Regions from separate parts of the Mus musculus genome. Here region 1 is linked to region 2. The links are chromatin contacts, called in public promoter capture Hi-C maps. All regions are on one chromosome and are shown on one strand. Each heading gives the region's core, a stretch centred on a gene start, on an enhancer-like site or on the middle of the called end of the contact. The rest is flanking DNA. Distances are from core to core; before and after follow the strand shown.

Region 1 (6,689 bases), core at 333-2,832, 140 kb after region 2:
AGGTTTTTCTGTATAGTACTGGCTGTCCTGGAACTCACTTTGTAGACCAGGCTGGCCTTGAACTCAGAAATCCGCCTGCCTCTGCCTCCCGAGTGCTGGGATTAAAGGCGTGCGCCACCACACCCAGCCCGCTTTCTACTTTTATGATCTTAAACACACACACACACACACACACACACACACACACACACACACACACACACACACACACGTATGAGAGAAAGTGAAACGTCTTTCTGTGCCTGACTCTTGATGTCATTCTTTATTTGAGACAGGATCTCATATTGCTCAAGGTGGCCTCCAACTCCTAATCTTCCCGCCTCCCCCCACATGAATGCTCAGCATCTTGATTTTTGGTTTGTTTGTTTTTGAGATAGGGTCTCTCCACATAGCCCTGGCTGTCCTGGAATTCACTATGTAGACAGACTGGCATCGAACCCAGTGATCCTCTCTGCCTCCCAAGTGCTGAGACAGTGTGCTCACTATGCCTGGTCCTGATGACATGTTTTAACTTCCTAAACATTTATTTTATGTGTATGGGTGTTTTGCACACATCTGTGTTCCACATCTATGCCTGGTGCTCAGGGAAGCCAGAAGAGGGCACTGGATTCACTGCAGTAGAAGTCAGAGGTAGTCACAGGTTATTGTGGGCTGCCGTGTGGAGGTAAGACTCGAGCCCTGGTCCCGGAAGGACACTAGTGCTCTAGCCACTGAGTGATCTTTCCAGTGTTCTCCAACCCCTTTGTCATTTTTTTTTAAGATTTATTTATGTATATGAGTACACTGTAGCTGTCTTCAGACACACCAGAAGGGGGCATTGCATCAGATCCCATTACAGATGGTTGTGAGCCACCATGTGGTTGCTGGGAATTGAACTCAGAACCTCTGGGAGAGCAGTCAGTGCTATTAACCGCTGAGCCAGCCCCCGCCCCGGGTCATTCTTAAACATAGCCTGTGCAGACTTGTATGGAAACCAGAGCTCACTTGGTGTAGTCTGGGATTAAGACTCAGTGGGAAACTAACAGGCTCCTGCTCAGGTTTACCGGAGACGCTTGGGGCTCTGAGCTTCTACAGGCACCTAGTGTTACTTGCTGTCAAGCAGGAGGGAACTAGCTCTGGACATTACAGGACCTTTGACCACCATTATGAAACTGCTGTTGTCCAGTGCTTGTTTCTCTGCATTCCTGGCTGCATTACCCAGCAGCCCACATGGCCTCAGGCTAACTAGACTGTGTCAAGAACCCAGTGTCTTCACGCCAGGCACAGTCACCCATGCCCATGTGTATTAGTGCTTTACTGTTTCCAGCGGTTTCATTTTGTTTTGTTTTTATTTTTTATTTTTTTGGAGACAGGGTTTCTCTGTGAAGCCCTGGCTGTCCTGGAACTCACTCTGTGGACCAGCCTGGCCTCAAACTCAGAAATTCGCCTGCCTCTGCCTCCTGCGTGCTGGGATTAAAGGTGTGCGCCACCACGCCCGGCTTTGTTTGTTTTTGATTATTTAACAGGACCTTGGTGACCTGTTTTTTCGTAACTTGAAGCTCTTTATTGTAAAGCTCTGTGTAACTGGCCTTATCCCGGATTCGGTAAATGTGAACCTTCATCTCTTCCTGTGCAGTTGGGCTGCCTTCTGGAGCAATCCTTTCCCTCCCCAAGGCCTTGCTGGATCCCCGGCGCCCAGAGATCCCAACAGAGCAAAGCAGGTGAGACACAAGGCTCTGACTATCAGGACTGAATGCATGGACAATACTAGTGCTCAGTCTGCCATGCTAGGAGCCTGCCTCTGGGAGCTGATGTTTGGGTGGGAAATGACATTAGGTAACAAGCTAAGTGAATGGTGTCACTGGTAAATGCAGAGGAAAAAGATTCTAGGAAGCTGTGAGGGTGTCAGGGATGTGTGTGGAAGAATTTGAGATGGGCTCTGGGAAGTTCTTTGATAAAGGTGATCTGAAGGTGGTTGGTTGGTGTACATTCTTGCTCTCCCAGAGGTCCTGAGTTCAATTCTCAGCAACCACATGGTGGCTTGCAACCACCTGTAATGGGATCTGATGCGATGCCCCCTTCTGGTGTGTCTGAAGATAGCGACAGTGTACAGTGAGATTATTCCAGGCAGAAGAAACAACACCACAGCCCTGGAGCCAGGCCCGTTGAGTCTAAAGGCGGGAGTAGTGAAGGGTAAAGGCGTAGGCAGGGAAGCAAGTGAGGAAGGAAAGCTAAGAGTTGTTGAATTTCTGCCTGTCTCCTCTCCTGTATCCTAAAGTCTTTTCCCTTAGGGAAACCCAGAAGGGCAGGAAGTGGGAGAAGCAGAGAGTGGGTTGAAGCAAGAGACAGGGTGGAGCTAGAAGAACCCTGTACCCTTTCTGAGAATGAACCAGACTGAGGCGGTTGTGTCAAGAGTGGGAGTTGCCAGTGGTTTAGTGTGTTCGTTTGAAAATGGCCTTTCTTCTTCTTGTGTGCAGTGCTGGCCATCTGTGTGATGTTTTCTTTCTTTGGTTTTAAGACAGCATCTCACTGTAGCCCAGGCTGGCCTAGAAATCACTGTAGCCCAGGCTGGCCTGGAACTTTGAACTTGGGACAGTTCTCCTGTCTCTGCTTCCTAAGTGCTGAGAATTGTGGGTATATGCTCCATGCCTGGCTTATGTTATGTGTTCTTAGCAAATGTAGAACAACTTAGGAGTCTGGTGCTTAACCTTATTCTCCAACCAGCCTTCCTTACAGCCCTTCCGTGTTCCTTCAGTTGCTGTATTCGTAACAACCTGACTGAAGTAGGCCTCAGAGGAAATTCAGGTTTAGTGTGTGTCCTGGGACCTGGATCCCAGGAAGGACAGCCAAGAAAGAGGTCCCTTTATAGCAGCTTTTAGAGTTCCTATCCCTACCTGTGTTTTGCAGAGAAGAGAACCTGATCCCATATTCTCCAGATGTTCAGGTCCATGCAGAGCGATTCATCAACTATAACCAGACAGTCTCTCGAATGCGAGGCATCTATACAGCGCCCTCAGGCCTGGAGTCCACTTGTTTGGTGAGTGGCCCCACATGACCTCTGCAGTGGTGGTCTTGTGCCTTGAGGATCCCACCTCATTCCTGACTGAATCTGAGGTGCTGTGGCTGCTCACTGGCTGTCTTTATCCCCAGTTCTCATTCTAGCTGTCTTTTAGGTTGTGGCCTACGGTTTGGATATTTACCAAACTCGAGTTTACCCGTCCAAGCAGTTTGATGTCCTGAAAGATGACTACGACTATGTGCTCATCAGCAGTGTCCTTTTTGGCCTGGTTTTTGCCACCATGATCACAAAGAGGCTGGCACAGGTGAAACTCCTCAATCGAGCCTGGCGGTAAAATGGGAGCACCGTGCCAGAGTGGAGCCTCGGGAAGAGGGACAGCTAAGGAGATGGCCGTGGACTGTTGGATCCCTGAGGTTGGGCTGGGCTCTTGTCTCACTTACGTCTGGGAGAAGAAGGTGCACCTTCATGGAGAAGTGCTTCGGGAACACGGTGACGAACAGTTCTTGTGGTCAGATACCCACCTCAGCGTGGAGGAGCTCCGTGCATCTGATCCACTCCCTGTTCCCTTTATGTGCTCATTCGTGGATGCTGTGAGCCTTTTGTTTTTGTTTTCTTTTTGTTTTTTTGTTTTTTTTCCTTTCATGAGACCTCTGGTTTCTTTCTTCTGAGACTGTTTAAATTGACCTTAGTTAACCTTCTGTATTTCCAGTCTTACTAGAAATATTCTGACACCTTATTCTCTTGTCTCTTGCTTTCAAGCTTGATGGGCCAGCTCTGGCTTTAAGGTGTGTGTGGCTGCCTGACTGATGGGGTGGATGCAGGAGCCATTCTTAGCCAAGGTCTGAGGACTTCTCTCTCTGAAGAGAAGTTGAAGGATCCATACATGGAGTGAGAACTAATTTTAACCAAGCTGTCATTCCATGCCACCATTTATATGGCTGGGCCATTTCTTTCAGCCTATCAAAGCCAAGCACATAACAGTAATTTGGTTTTTCATCCACAACCTGTGCTTTTTCTCCTGAGCTATAGCAAGGCTAAAATCTTTAATACTTTTCTTTCTTTTTTCTTTTTTTTGTTTTTGTAGACAGGGTTTCTCTGTGTAACTCTGACTGTCCTAGAACTCTCTTTGTAGACCAGGTTGGTCTTGAACTCACAGAGATCTTCCTGCCTCTGCCTCCCAAGTGCTGGGATCTAAGGTGTGTGCCTTAGGGCTAAAGCCTTTTAAAACTAACAGTCTGAGCCTTGGTGAGATCTTGAGGTCCAGTACATCAAATCTATTGTCCCTATAGGCCCCTATAGACATCCTGTAGCACAGCTGGAGGAAAGCAGCTTTGTTAAAACCTTTTTTTTTTTTTTTGGCTTTTCGAGACAGAGTTTCTCTGTATAGCCCTGGCTGTCCTGGAACTCACTTTGTAGACCAGGCTGGCCTCGAACTCAGAAATCCGCCTGCCTCTGTCTCCCAAGTGCTGGGATTAAAAGGCATGCATCACCATGCTTAGCTTTTTTTTTTTTTTTTAAAGACAGAGTTTTGCTCAGTTAGCCCAGGCTGGCCTCAAACTTGCAATCCTCCTGCCTTAGCCTCCCAGTGTTGGGATTGCTGGTGTTGGCCATCATGCTTGGTGGTGGGCAAGTTTTAAATCTCATTGGTATAATTTTCTGCGTGGCATTAGGGGTAGAATCCAAGGTCTCTCATGCCAGGCCAGTTCTCTGCACTGAAGCTCTCCATAAGGTGAGCCACGAGGGCTGTTGTTTTTCTTAGTTTTAAAATCTTAATAATTTTTTTGAGGGGCTGCAAGGAGGATGCTGTGCCTCAAACCCAGGGCCTCATGTGTGTTAGGACACACTTTACTACTACTGAGCTAGAGCCTCAACACATCTAATCTTTTTACTTATTTTATTGAGACAGGATCTCACCATGTAACCATGGCTGGGCTAGAACTAGCTATGTAGTCTAGGGTTGGGCTTCTGTGTGTGGTGTGTATGCACTACTGTTTGGGCTCCTTCTGTGGTGTGTGTATGCACTCCTGTATAGGCTTCTGTGTGGTGTGTGTGCATTCCTGTCTGAGTTTCTGTGTGGGGTGTGTGTGTGTTTTCCTGTTTGGGCTTCTGTGTTAGGTGTGTGTACTCCTGTCTGGGCTTCTGTATGCTGCACAGAAAGAATCCCAAGTTTGACCTTGCTTATGAACTTGGGGACTGCTTGTTCTTTTGAGCAGGGAAGTCAAAGAGTTGACCACGCTCCTGGAATAAAGCTGATGATCGGTGGCTCAGCTTTGTTTTGTGTCTTCAGAGTTCACTTCAAGGCTGCTTTTGATGGGGGGGTGGGGAAGAAAAGCCACACATGGAGGCATACCCCTATAATAGCAGCCACTTGTGGAGGCACACCCCTATAATAGCAGCGCGTGAGAGGTGGAGCAGGGAGAGTCAGAAGTTGAAGGTCATCTTCAGCTACATATTCAGCCTATGCTCTAAGAGACAGTGGTTAGAAGTACCTGTTGCTTTTTCAGCTCCGTCCCTAGTACCCACATTGGGTGCCTCACAAGCACCTGTATCCCCACCTCCAGGAGATCTAGCATCCTTGCCTGGCCTCGGGGTGTGCACATATGCACACACATAGTAACTTAGAAAACAAACAGGAAAAAATGGAGTTATGTAGGGCAAAATACCAACATCTTCATCAGTAATAACCAGTTTCCTCTCCTGGGTTAGTGAGTATCTGACACTTCCAGTGTCAGTCCCTGCCTGGACTGCTGGCTTCGTGGAAAGCCACCTGGGAGAAGGCATTGGAACCCATTACACTTTTCTGCTCTAGTTTTTGTTTTGTTATAAGCTCTCACCTTGTGAATCTGGGAGATGTGCTTGGATTAAAGGCATATATCACTGTACCCCACCTGCTCTAGTCTTGAAATAGAGCAGCTGGAATTTTGTGCAAGATAGATAAGTAACTCTTACCACACTGCCCTGTTTGTTTGTCTTGGTTTTGGTTGCTTTAAGATTTATGAGTGTCTCCCCTGCATCTGCGTGCATGCCTGGTGCCCACGGAGGCCAGAAGATGCTGGATCCCTTGGAACTAGATTTAGGGACAATTGTGACCATGTAGGTCCTGGGAACTGAACTGAGCCCTCTGGAGGAACTGAATGATGTGTCTCTTATAGTGCCTGCTGTGTTTCTACAGTACAGTTAGTCTGCAAGACTGTTTTTTCACTTACCGGCCAGAAAAAGTGGCTAATGGTCGGGAAGTGACCTACCTTTTCTAGAACTCCCGGTATTTCACCTTTAACCTTTACCATATCACCAAAGCTGCTCAGAGCAGCTGACTGAAATAGCCAAGGCCTGAGTGAAGTCTTAACTTGTCTCCTAAGTCTTTATTTTCCTTTATTATTATTATTATTATTTATATATTGTCTGTCTCTATAGCTCTGACTTTCCTGGAACTCCCTGTATAGACCAAGCTGGCCTTGCATTCACAAAGCTCTGCCTGCCTCTGCCTTCTGAGCCTTGAGATTAAAAAAGTGTGGGCCACCATGCCTGGCTTCATATTATTTTTACTATTTGTGTATATTGTGTTTTGCCTGTGTGTATGTGTATCATATGCATGTCTGGTGTCAAAAAAATCCAGGGCTAGGACATCAGACCCCTGGAACTGGAGTATAGTTAGAGCGGTCATGTGGGTGCTGGGAACTGAAACTGTGCC
Region 2 (5,952 bases), core at 2,284-4,783:
CAGGTTCTTGCAGGATCCTATTGTCTGCTGTTCTGTACCTGTGTTGAGTGTGGCACCTAGCCTTTGAGTGGGGAAAAGCAGACAGCAATGCTCAGAAGTTAGGTACAGTTTTCCTTTAAACGGGCCTGGAAGTAGGAGAAACCAAGAGCAGAGGTGCTCGGAATGTCCGTCAGTGTTCCACAGCACAGTGGGCAACTACAGTTAACTGTGTACTCAAAGTAGCTGCTAGAAAGGATTCCGAATGGCCCTGCGCAAAGACATGCATGGCAGGCTGCATAGGGGGGCCTCGATCTGATCAGTACACGGCATGTACGTGTGTGCAAGTGTGGGTGTGAGTTAAAAGTTTTAAAATGTTTTAAAATAGCCGTGAGTTCTTGTTTTTCTTTTTGCTGTGCTGGGACTTGAACCCAGGGCTTCATGTGGTCTGAGAAAGCAGCTTACCTCTGAGTGCTTATGTGATGCACAAGTATTGTGTTTCTTTCAAGCCTTCCTTTAGGCCTAAATCAAGAAACAGCCCTGTTCTCCTTGTAAGTAAAATGCTTGGGGTTGATGGAGACCTCCCCGCCCCCCCCCCCCATTCTTCATATATTGCTGCTTTGGGAGTATTTGTGCTGTTGGCTGATGGGAACTGATCTGTCATATTCCCACCCCCACCTTTGAACTCGGTACAAGTACTTTATTGGGGTAAATATTATGTACAATGTATTATGTTAAAAAATATCCAAATACTACGAATTGCATCCAGGCTAGCTCATGGATGTGTTTAAGAGCAGGTTCTTGTCAGTCGGCTGCCGCTGCTACAAAAGGAGTTGACTTCTCTCAGCCAGTGCACGTGCGGACTGTTGTCCAAACAATTTTCTTCCAGGTTTGGAATACAGGGACACTCTGGATTAATTGCCTAGCCTTTGCGCAGAGTCCGTTTGAGTTTCCCGTACCATAGAAGTGGATGTGCACAGCACACATGCCATCTATTGAAGACATCTTGGGATTGCCCCTAATTATGTGTCTAGCTGCCAGTTGACAAAGTGGAGGGATTAGTCGCTGGTTACATGAAACCAGCCAGGATCGTACAGAGGCAGAAGCTAGAGACATCTGCGAACCATTAATGAACAGACCATAGGTGATGGCGCCCTGTGGACTCTTCTAAAGGGGCCAGGAAACCCTCATCCAGAGACACAGTTTCCAAAACGCTTTAGTGTTTTTAAGAAATCACCTGTCAGTGGTGTGTGAGACTGTGGTTGTAATCTAAGGAGACAGATTGGTGGTGGAATTGCCCCCCCCCTCCCAGGAGAAGACCTTCACTGTTGCTAATTAATTCTCTGTGCCAGCAGGCTGCTACAGGAAGTGACTATTAGACTGGATACTGTTGGTTAGTGGTCTTGGGCGTGGAGGCCAGTCTGTCTCAGTGTCACAGTGCTCTGGCTCCAGGCCAAGAGGCCTGAGTTTCCTGACTGCCTTCACTCACCTGTGAAGCCGGCACCCTTTCCCCAGGACATGAGCCTGAGTGCTCAGTGCTCCTCAGTGCTCAGTACTCCTCAGTGCTCAGTGCTCAGCAGCAGAGGCAACGCTACTTACTTCCCTTTTCTTTTGGAATTGGTTTGCTCATTGAGTTGGCCTTTTTTGTTTTGTTTTGTTTTGAATTTTAAGACAAAGTTTCTCTGTGTCCTGGAACTCACTCTGTAGACCAGGCTGTCTTGGAACTCATGGAGTGTTTCTGCCTCCTGGAGATGCCGGAAACCTGTTCCTTTCAGAGAACTCTGCCTTTCCACCAGCCTCACAGAGTGAATTCCAGGCTCCACGGAGAAATGACCCTGAGTTTTGCAGGTGGGAGCTGACGCTGCAGACAGACGCACAGCTGAGGGTGACTCGCTCGGAGGCTTTGGTTCCCACGGGCTGTGTCAGGGAAAGTCAGTCCATCCATCTATGGTGGCTAGAGAGCTAGACAGGAGCTGCGTGCAGGTTGCTAAGTTTCCTCTGGGAGAAGCACATGGAAATTCCCACTGTTGGGTCACATGTCTAGGCATCATGGGACTCTTCTAAGCCTGTCACATTGGTGTGGTTTTGATAACCTCAGGTGGGTTTGGAGACATCAGGAAATAGGGAGATGGTTCAAGTAGTTGGCTGTTCTCAGCTGCAACCTCTGTGGGACATTGGATGAGAAGGCATCAGAGAGCAGGCTGCAAGGTGCTCCGGGAGGACCTCTTGACAGCACCTGTGGACTTAGTCTGTCCTTGTCCTTCTGTCCCTCATCTCACTGCAGCGTTAGGGAACCATTGCCCGATGGCACACAGTAAGGGGGTTGTGTGCAGCAGATGTTGGCTTTCAAGTCTATCCTCCTTAGTTGATGCAGAGTGACTTGGCACCTGAAGTGACACCCCTGCTTCCTAGAGACCGTTGGCAGCCCACATGGAAAGCCTGTGTCAAGTTAGACAGGAACCAGGAAGAATGGGCCCTGGACTGCCCAGAGCGTGTCCTGGCAGAGAAGCCATGTCCTTATGCCTCGCTAAGAGTTCTGCAGTGTGAGAAGGAGGCACTGTCAAAATGGCATTGCTTCTGCATCATGCTGCTTGCTTTAAAGGGTTCGTTCTTTCTAGAGCCAAGGTAAAGCAGGGAATTATTTCTTGCACATGAGGTGGCAGGCCATTCAGGGACCTGAGCTCCTTTCTTCCTGAGAGATTACCATCTTCTAGAGACATCTGCATGATCCAAGACAGTGCTAAATGGTTCCTGGTGTGTCACATGATGTTGATTTAGTCTGTTTCAAAAGATGTCACTGACCCATCCATGACAAGTTTCAGGGACCTTCTGCCCAAGTAGATGTTGTTTTGTTTCCTCAGTAGATTTTCCATGGAAACAAATGCCACCCTGAGGATTCACTGTGTCTGGGCCACTGTCATCAGTGTGCCTCCCAGGGACAGTTATTCAGTAGAAAAATCACTTTTCATTTTATTCAACCAAAATGCGCGTTTTTCCTGAGTGACCTGACATGGAGGCTGGGTTTGCCCTTCATTCTCTCCCAAATAGCCCCCAGCACAAACTGTTCTGTGTTCCAAGGCAAAAAACAGATTCTGCTAAACAATGCTTGTTGGGTCACAAGACCATCCTGGAGGCCAGTCCTGGTCAAGTGGGACACCACAAGTCTGTGGTGAGTCAGCCCAGCCTCCAGGCGCCAGCAGCTCACCCTGTGCAGTCTGAAGTGAGTATTCACTAAACCCCTCTGGAATGTAAACTAGCTCTGCGGGCTCTGTTTATATGCAGATGCCACCAGAGTCCAGATCTGCCCAACCAGTCAGGAGAACCAGGCCCCACTTCCGCCTGGAAGTCCTAGTAGTGTGGGCTCCTGGTTCTCCCTGGAGTTAGATACACCATGTTTCAAAGGATGCCCAGACTGCATGCACTCTGAGCTTTTCAACTCCCCTCCTGTCTGTTCTGCCCATTAACTACTGACTCTGCAGCCTTCTGAGCATGCCCGAGAAGGTCCCTTGATGGTCTCTTCTGCCCAAGGCTCATCTAGTGAGACTGCCCCCCAGTGGTCATTGCAAGAAACTGTGTGCTACTGCCATCCAACAAGGTTACCCAAGATTCCCTAGTGTCTCCAAAGTTCCTCCAGAGTGGCTTCTGTGGTCATCGGCTTAGGGACACCCTGGCCCGGCTTGGGGACACCCTGGCCAGGCCATTCTGACTCAGGGGCATGTATTGGTGTCGTCAGCGGAAGCCAGACGTACTGCCAGGGCTTAGGGGCCTATCTGTCTTAGAAGGTCTGAGCTGCTTTTCCTGTGGAGAGAAGCTGCCAGTCTCATCTATCCTCAGAAGTCACTCAAGGTCAGGCTTGCTGTAGGATTGCCAAAGTAGTCACAAGACGTACCCCACTTCTGAGAAGAAAGGGCTGTGGACACATGTGAGTCCAGTGGCAGAGAGAGACTGACCAGGCGTGCTGGATAGGGCAGAGTGCCGAGTTAGGGCTGGCTTTGGGAAATCAGTCTCCTGTGATACAGGTCGGTGCCATCCCTCTGAGCTCTTCCTACACAGGGCAGTGGATTTTACAGAGTCCAGAGAAGACAGCACACAACCACATGCCTTCCCCCTGACAAGAGACAAGAGCCACAGTGATGGGGTGATGGGGCTCTAAGCCTGGTCCACGCTAAGTGAGCTGCCTGTGAGTACCGGTCACTCATTACAAGGCCCAGTCACCTCCTACTCGAGACCAGCGCTCATCCCATCTCTGTGCTGTGCTGGCCCTCAAGGCGCAGCATACGGTCTCATCATCAGCCCTTCTCTTCCTTTTAGACTGTGGAGGTGCACTGTGACCCTGCAGGGCCCCTAAGGGATGCCTCAGGTACAGACTCACACACACACACACACACACACACACACACACTCACATGTCCCTGGGAGTCCTTTGGCTATAGTAGTCCTCTGAGCTTTCTGTCCAGCTTTATCATTGCTGGGGGAGTGTGTGTGTGCAGTGTACAGCGGGGGCTTATCACAGGCCAGCGTGTGCCTGGCTCTTGGTGTGCCTGCCTTGCTCGGGAACTGATGGTGTTTACTTTGCTCATGATTTCCCCAGGAACTTTGTCTCTGTATTTAGCAGGGCAGGTTGGGCTGTGTGCAGAAGACTGGATGACACTCGGGCCCTTGTACTCTCTCCTGTGGCATTTGGTTTGCCTCTTAGTTCTCACTTAGTGGACAGTATTTTACTTGTTGCCAGGTGATTTAGGCACTTTTGTGACTTTTTTAAAGTTATGGGGAAGCTAGCAGAAGCCACCCCTCCTGCCTTGGCTGATGGACTTCAGAAGCCAGCACCCGTATCCTTTCATGCCCTCCGCTCTTGTCCCACTGCGGTTTTTTTCCTAATTGATTTTAATTTTTTTTCCCCTGCACTGTAAGCTCTGTAAAGACCAGGGACTTTGTATTCACTATTGAGCATCAAAAACAGAGCTGGTTACCTAGGCAACAATAAATAATTTTTGAATGACTAATTGAATGGGCAGAGAGCTGTGGAAGGTGCGGTGGAATGGCCTTTCTTTGGCTACTTAATTTTCATCCCATCCCATGACCACCAGTGTGGTGGGAGGGAAAGTCCAGAAAGCTGGCTTTCTGAAGGAGGGCACTTGCAAGAAGCCATTTTAGTCAAGGGCTTACAGTTTGCAGAATAAGAAGTAATTTTGGGGAAGGGCAGCCTAAGAAGATGGGTACAGGACCAAAGGTAAACTGCTGTGTCCCTGTCATGTGTTCATGCCTCAGGCCAAGTTCAGGGCCTGGCCCAAGGTTGGCACTCCATGCCCAGTTATTGACTAGTGAATCCAGAAGGGTGGTTTTATAGATAAGCAGGGCAGAGGGACCCAGCTATGCATCTGCTCTTCAGGGGAGGAAGGAAGTGTCCATTTAGGAAGCATCTCCGAGGGTATACAGGCCACAACCAGGCACAGATTGAAGTCTCACAGACATCTAGCCACAGGAAAGACCTCCTCCTCTGCTGCACCCCGTCTTCACTTGCTCCTGTGGTCTTTCTTCCTAGTGCTTTATTTATGGGGCTAGAGAGCTGGCTTAGCAATTAAGAGCACTTGTTGCTCTTCAGAAGACCTAGGTTCTAGTCCCAGAACCTGCAAGGTGACTTACAACTATCTGTAACTCCAGTTCTATGGGATCTGATGCCCTCTTCTGGCATTCATTGGCACCAGGCATGGACATAGACATACATGCAGGCAATATATTCATACACATAAAATAAATATGTATGTGTGTGTGTATGTATGTATGTATGTATGTATGCCTGCCTGCCTGTCTGCCTGTCTGCTGACTACGTAAATAACAGATTAACACAGTTTGAAGCTTCTCAGTGTGTCTTACAAGACCCAGACAATACTGTCTTCTGTTTCCTGGTGCCTGTGTAAGTCTTCCATGGTTATGAGTTCTGTATTCAGTCTTCTTAGGCTGCTGTACTAGTTTGAG

What was found. Capture Hi-C pulls out chosen DNA fragments and counts their contacts.
Region 1: a contact with region 2 is called in a promoter capture Hi-C map of liver. The contact joins two enhancer-like sites. A contact is called at or near these places in 2 of 115 datasets of contacts at active chromatin or transcription factors (effector CD8 T cells and memory CD8 T cells) and 2 of 9 other capture datasets (adipose tissue and liver).

Annotation. Positions count from the first base shown.
Region 1 is chr4:139,372,194-139,378,882 of GRCm38.p6, forward strand. It overlaps Emc1 (ER membrane protein complex subunit 1), which reads left to right. Exons shown (of 24, transcript NM_146157.4): 22 at 1,616-1,700; 23 at 2,887-3,016; 24 at 3,153-6,542. The coding sequence ends at 3,332. Among named protein-coding and RNA genes, the nearest start is that of Ubr4, 5.1 kb to the right of the region's middle. Within about 2 kb of position 1,583, at least 25 of the 459 cell types and tissues checked have an H3K27ac peak or open chromatin away from gene starts, as enhancers often do. A contact at or near this core is called in liver, where this site is marked.
Region 2 is chr4:139,229,483-139,235,434 of GRCm38.p6, forward strand. All of the region lies in intron 1 of Capzb (capping protein (actin filament) muscle Z-line, beta), which reads left to right. Among named protein-coding and RNA genes, the nearest start is that of Capzb, 40 kb to the left of the region's middle. Within about 2 kb of position 3,534, at least 121 of the 459 cell types and tissues checked have an H3K27ac peak or open chromatin away from gene starts, as enhancers often do. A contact at or near this core is called in liver, where this site is marked.